2 separate regions of the Bos taurus genome follow, and region 1 is linked to region 2. Evidence: chromatin contacts called from public Hi-C data. All regions are on one chromosome and are shown on one strand. The core of a region is the stretch at or near the end of the contact, and the rest is flanking DNA. Distances in the headings are between cores, read along the strand shown.

What was found. A called contact is a pair of places that touch in the nucleus more often than the background predicts.
Region 1: a contact with region 2 is called in a Hi-C map of liver, with 2.3 times the contacts expected there. The contact joins the promoter of CGNL1 here to the enhancer-like site in region 2. A contact is called at or near these places in 2 of 11 Hi-C or Micro-C datasets (liver and skeletal muscle).

The regions. Positions count from the first base shown.
Region 1 is chr10:52,935,150-52,938,103 of ARS-UCD2.0, reverse strand. It overlaps CGNL1 (cingulin like 1), which reads left to right and starts at 1,293. Exons shown (of 20, transcript XM_010809305.4): 1 at 1,293-1,340.
Region 2 is chr10:52,876,901-52,879,947 of ARS-UCD2.0, reverse strand. The region is part of intron 2 of CGNL1 (cingulin like 1); the gene reads left to right. Among named protein-coding and RNA genes, the nearest start is that of CGNL1, 58 kb to the left of the region's middle. Within about 2 kb of position 1,782, at least 1 of the 102 cell types and tissues checked has an H3K27ac peak or open chromatin away from gene starts, as enhancers often do. A contact at or near this core is called in liver, where this site is marked.

The DNA.
Region 1 (2,954 bases), core at 44-2,543, 59 kb before region 2:
CAATTTTTAATTTAGGGGGAATCTTCATACTGTTTTCCATAGTGGTGGCACCAACTTACATCCCCATATCCTTACCTATACTTGTTATCTCTTATCCTTTTCACACCTATTCGGAACAGATGTGAGGTGATAACTCATTGTGGTTTTGATTTGCATTTCCCTGATGGTTGGTGATGTTGAATACCTTTTCACCTCCCTGTCAACCATCTGTACATCTTCTATGGAAAAATGTCTATTCAGATTCTCTGCCCATTTAAAAATCAGATTGTTTGTATTTTTGCTACAGAGTTGTATGAATTCTTTATATATTTTATGTTGATTCCTTATCAGATATGATTTGCAAGTGTTTTCTTGCATTCACTATTACTTTTAAAGTTTTATTATTTATTGAATTTTAAAGTGTTTATTTCATTCCATATGTCAACATACATTACTTATTAAGCACAGGTGGTATGCTATTCCATATCTGTTTTCTTAGGTAATCTTCACAACATGGTGGAGTGGGTATCCTCCTATTTCACAGATGAGAAAACGGTTTTTGCTCAAACTCCCACAGCTGGTTAGCGTCATTCTGCAGTTTCCCATGGAACGGGCCTCAACAACGCACCAGAAATCTGACTGTTAATCCCAGTTCTACTGCTGTCAGCTGTGTGGCCTCTCTAACAGGGACGGGCATTTATTCTTGGCGACCTCTCCATCAGTATTTCTAGACTTAATAGGTGCTCAGCAAATACTTGTAGATTTGGTTGTGGTAGGAGAAAAGTTATACATTAAAGTTTCCGACTAGGTCGGGGAGGAAAAGGCTGCCTGGAAGGGTAGGGAGAAAAGGGGCCGTGGGCAAGGGACAGAAGGGGAATCGGGGGTGCGAAACAGGCAAGGCTCCCAGGAATTTGGAACGGCCGAAGCTCAAGGCGAAAAGTACGGGGGAAGGCGGAGGGGAGGTGGGGGGACATTCCGATCCGGGGAAGGGTGAGGAGAAAGCGTTGTTGGAGAGGAGTGTGAGGCCCGACGGGGTGGGGTGGGGAAGAGGTGCTGGCGGAGGGGCGGGCGCGTTCCGGGCAGAGCCGAGGAGGGGCGGTGTCGGGGTGCGGGGAGACGTGTCCCGAGGGCCCGGGCGGCTCAAGGGGAAGCGGGAGGGCCGGGAGGGCGCGCCTGGCGGCTGCAGAGTCCGCAACGGACCAGCCGGGAATGGGGCAAGGGGGCGCCGGCCCCTCCTCCCCGGGGGCGGGCAGGCGTGTGGGGCGGGGCCCGGGCTCGCCCGGCCTCTAGGCGGCGCCGCGGACTCTGCACTCGAGCTGGGCTGTGCTGTAGGCGGCCGGAGCGGGACCCGGTAGGCAGCGGTAAGTGAGCCGAGAGCGGGTGCGGGGATCAGGGGCCAAGGGGTCGCCGTGGGCGGCGGGACCCGGAGCGGCTCAGGTAGGCCGTCAGAGCCCCCCCGCCGCGCACTTTGTGCAGCGTCTCCCTTGGGGCTGGAAGGTGCGCTCCAGGCTCCCGCGCGCGCGCCTGGCTGGGAGGCGTGCAGCACAGACGGTCCGGTTCCTGGGGGCCCCGCGTTGGGGCCCCGGGCGAGGGAGAGGCTCCGGAACCGCCATGCAGCGAAGGGCGCCTGGCAGCCTTAGCACCCCCTGCCTCGACCCTCGGTCTTGAGTGACAGCTGCGAGTGAGCTAGGATTCCTCCCGGACCCAAACGAGCACCTCTGTCCCTGTCCGACCCTGTTTTTCCTTTATTTCGGGGCGTGCTGGTCCCAACCATCTCTCGAAAAGAAAGGGCGGGTGGGCGTCTCCCTCTCCCTGACGTTCCCGGTCCAGGCAGGTCGTCCTGAAAGCCCCCGCTTCGCGTACAGCACATACCCTAGCTTTCCAAGGGACTTTTCCAAGTTGCATCACTGTTTGGCCTCTTCACAGGTGCTTGGCTGTCATGCTGGAGTTAGTTACACAGGATTTTTAAAAGTTTGTATATTTACTCGGTGTATACCCCTTCACCCCAAGGCTGCCGTACCTTTCCAACGCTGCTCGCAACGCACTGTTCAAAACACGTTGGGAGTTCTTTGGGGTATTTGTTCTCAAAGTTGGCTGCACATCTGGAGAGTTTTGGAAAACTGCTGTGGCTCTCTCCCACCTCTAGAGATCCTGAGCTGGGGCGCAGCCTGAACAATGGCGTTTAAAACGCCAGGTGATTCTAATGTGCTTTGGGGGCGTGCTTTTTGCACTACTACTGCTGCTGCTACTGCTGCTGCTAAGTCGCTTCAGTCGTGTCCGGCTCTGTGCGACCGCATAGACTGCAGCCCACTAGGCTCCCCCGTCCCTGGGATTCTCTAGGCAAGAATTCTGGAGTGGGTTGCCATTTCCTTCTCCAGTGCATGAAAGTGAGAAGTCAAAGTAAAGTCGCTCAATCGTGTCCGACTCTTAGCGACCTCATGGACTGCAGCCTACCAGGCTCCTCCGTTCATGGGATTTTCCAGGCAAGAGTACTGGAGTGGGGTGCCATTGCCTTCTCCTTGCACTACTAGAGGAGGTCTTCTCAGCTGCTCTTGATTCCGTCTTCTGTAAACCACCCTCTACCTGAGGAGCCTGTGGGTTGGTGCTTTCCAACTTTAAACTGCAGATGGTGCCTTTTTCTGGAGTTCCCTTTGCTTCTGCCCCTCTGTTAACAGAAAATACTGCTAGTCCACTTTCTGCCAAGGAGATGGGAGTATAGGGATTAAAGTCATGAAGTCCTTGCAAGAGTCAGTAGGGTTGTCTTATTCAGGGAAACTAAGTGATAGTTTGACTTGTCCTGTTTGGAAAGGATTTCAGATTAAAAGGAAGAAACATAATTTAAGAATCTGTCAGCTTTTGGAGATCCTCTGGCACAGATAATGATTCTACATAAATGTGGGGAAATCTTTTAAGAACACAAGATCCGTATTTTGTAGTTGACATGGTGTTAATATGTGTGTTAGGCTTCACTGCGT
Region 2 (3,047 bases), core at 533-3,032:
TCTCTGGTGGCCTACTGCTGAGGGCACAGGTTTGATCTCTCATCAAGGAACTAAGATCCCACAAGCTGTGGGGTGTGGCCAAAAAAAAAGTTATTGGACTTGTGCTTCATCAGGACAGTTCTGTAACTAAGAAAGAGGAAGACAAAGAACTTGGGAAACAATGTAGCACAAAGGGAAGAGAGCAGCTGAATCCTAATGTTGGGGGGGAGGGTAGGTCATCACAGGATAAGATGGTACTCTTATCATCTGCAAATTAATACTGGAAAGCATCTAATGGATGTAATATAGCTGATGAAGAGATTTAAGGGTAGAAAACAAGATAAGTAAAAACAGCAGTTACTACCTCTAGAAAAATTAAAGTTATAGGAGAAAGGAAAAATAACCAGAGTCTACCATTTGGCTGTTCAGTATATAGTATTATATTATCACAATAATGTAAACACAATTCGCTCTTGATTTTATTGTTGGGAAGCTAACAGAATGAGAAATTCATGTGTTGTATGTGTGTGTGTGATCTACAATATGTAAAAATGATAGGTTAAGAAATCACAGCTAGGTATTTTAGTCAGCAACATGGAGGAGAAAGAGCTACAATTTGCAATTGGTTTCCTCTGAGGAATGTGATCAGGATTGGGGATAGGAAACTGAAAAGTACAGGTTTTCATTATATCTTATTTTACGTTGGTTAAAAATTAAATTATTTAAAATGTTAGTAATATCACTCTGAAAATGCAAGTAGACATTATAAACTCATTGCAATCAGTGAGATGATGAACACTGCAGGTACGTGTATCCAAGCTGTTCCTATCTGTTAAATGACAGGTGATATCTAACGTGATTTACATTTAAAATAACCATCAAGCAAACTGATGGTGCTAAGCTAGTGGTAAGAGACAGATATATCCAGGAAGGCCCGAGACAAATCAGAGAGACAAATGTGGATGGCTTCCCCGATGGCTCAGCAGGTAAAGAATCCACCTATGATGCAGGAGACCCAGATTTGATCCCTGGGTTGAGAAGATACCCTGGAAGAGGAAATGGCAACCCACTCCAGTATTCTCACCTGAAAAATCCCATGGACAGAGGAGCCTGGCAGGCTACAGTCCAAAAGGATTGCAAAAAGTTGGACACGACTGAGTGACGAAGCGTGAACGCATGTGGTGTAATTGAACTAAATCATTGGTAAGGGTATATTAAATGGGTATATATTGCATTGGCAGGTAGGTTCTTTACCACTAGTGCCACCTGGGAAGCCTATGCCATTGCTTAAAATAGAAACCACATCCAGCACCAATTAAACAGTGACAAAAATTAAATTATCTGTGTATTTGCCTACAAAAGAAATCTCAATACATTTAAAAAGAAAGAAATAATAGTGACTTCACTTTGTGTTTTTGGCTGCTCCATGCAGTTTGCAGATCTTAGTTCCCCAGCTGGGGACTGAACCTGTGCTCTCAGCACTGCAGTCCTAACCAGTGGAAGGCAGAGGGAACTACGGTGACTTCATTTTCTGACCATAGTGCAGTGCAAATATAACTTAACAACATAGATAAAGATTCCCCAAGCCAAAACAACACAGCAAACATACCGGATATGCAAAAACTTCCTCAAAAACAACTTTTTTGTCAAATAAATCAAAACCACGAATTGAAACTATCTAGAAAATAATAATAGAAACATTTCCATGGTGGAAACTACTGGCTGCCTTCCCAATGTCCATTCTCCTCTTTTTACCAACAGAACATTGACTTTGAGAGTGTCAATGACCAGCTTAAAAAAAAAAAAAGACAACATCCTATTTCCCAATCCTTTCTTGTAGGTGGGGATGACCTACAAGTCATCCTCATCCCCATCCATGATTAAGTTCTCACCAATAAGGTGCAAGGGATTACTGGTGGGTGAGCCCTCCAAGAAAGCTCTTTAAAAAGGTTGACGCATATGGCCTAATAAACTTGTGTGTGTGATGCTGGATCAGCTATCTTGTAATTATAAGTTGTCTAATACATGTTAAAAGTAGATGAGTAGAAAGATAAAAGAGGTATTCCTCAGAAATATCCTGGCATCTATTCCAGCTCTGAACTTCCTATCTCTGGGGGGGAAAATATCCTAATTCTTAAGTTGCTATTTGGCATCTGTTCATTAGGAACCAACACTATTCCTGACATAGTCACATATCAAAATTTGTGGACTATGATCAAAGAGTGAAAAACAAATGAAGCATACAAGTCAAGAAACTGGAAATACAACAGAATAAAGGAAAGCAGAAGGAAAGAATAATTATCAAACTAGACCTCAGTAAATTAGAAAATTAAGAAAAAAAGAAATGATTGATAAGTCTAAGCTAGTTCTCTAGGGGAACAACAATTTAAAAAAATATGTAGACATGTATTTTACCTGCAAAAGTAATAGGTGAAGAAAGCACAAATGAAGCTAGAAAGTAAGAAATATAGAGGAGATGAAGTGATTTATACATTGCAAAATTCTCTGCAAATAAATTTGAAAATGTGGGTCAAATAGATGATTTTCTTGGAGAATATGTTACTAGAGTGATGCCAGAATAGAAAGAAAACTTAAAAATGCTGCTAACAGTGAAAAAAATAAGATAGCAGTTTTCTGTGACCAGTTGTTTTTGCTCTTCCTGCCTCTCCGTGGCTGTCGGAGTTTTCAGAGTGAGAGTAGTGAATTTCTGGTGAGAGAACCTCTGAGTGTGGGGTGGCTGGGGCGACCTGCCTAGTGATCTATATGGTCTCTTGACGAGGGTGGTCACACACAAGAGGGGTGAAGACAGTGATTCTTGGCATTGCTATGCTATGCTAAGTCACTTCAGTTGTGTCTGACTCTGTGTGACCCCATAGACGGCAGCCCACCAGGCTTCCCCGTCCCTGGGATTCTCCAGGCAAGAACACTGGAGTGGGTTGCCATTTCCTTCTCCAATGCATGAAAGTAAAAAGTGAAAATGGAGTCGCTCAGTCGTGTCCAACTCCTGGCGACCCCATGGACTGCAGCCTACCAGGCTCCTCCGTCCATGGGATTTTCCAGGCAAGAGT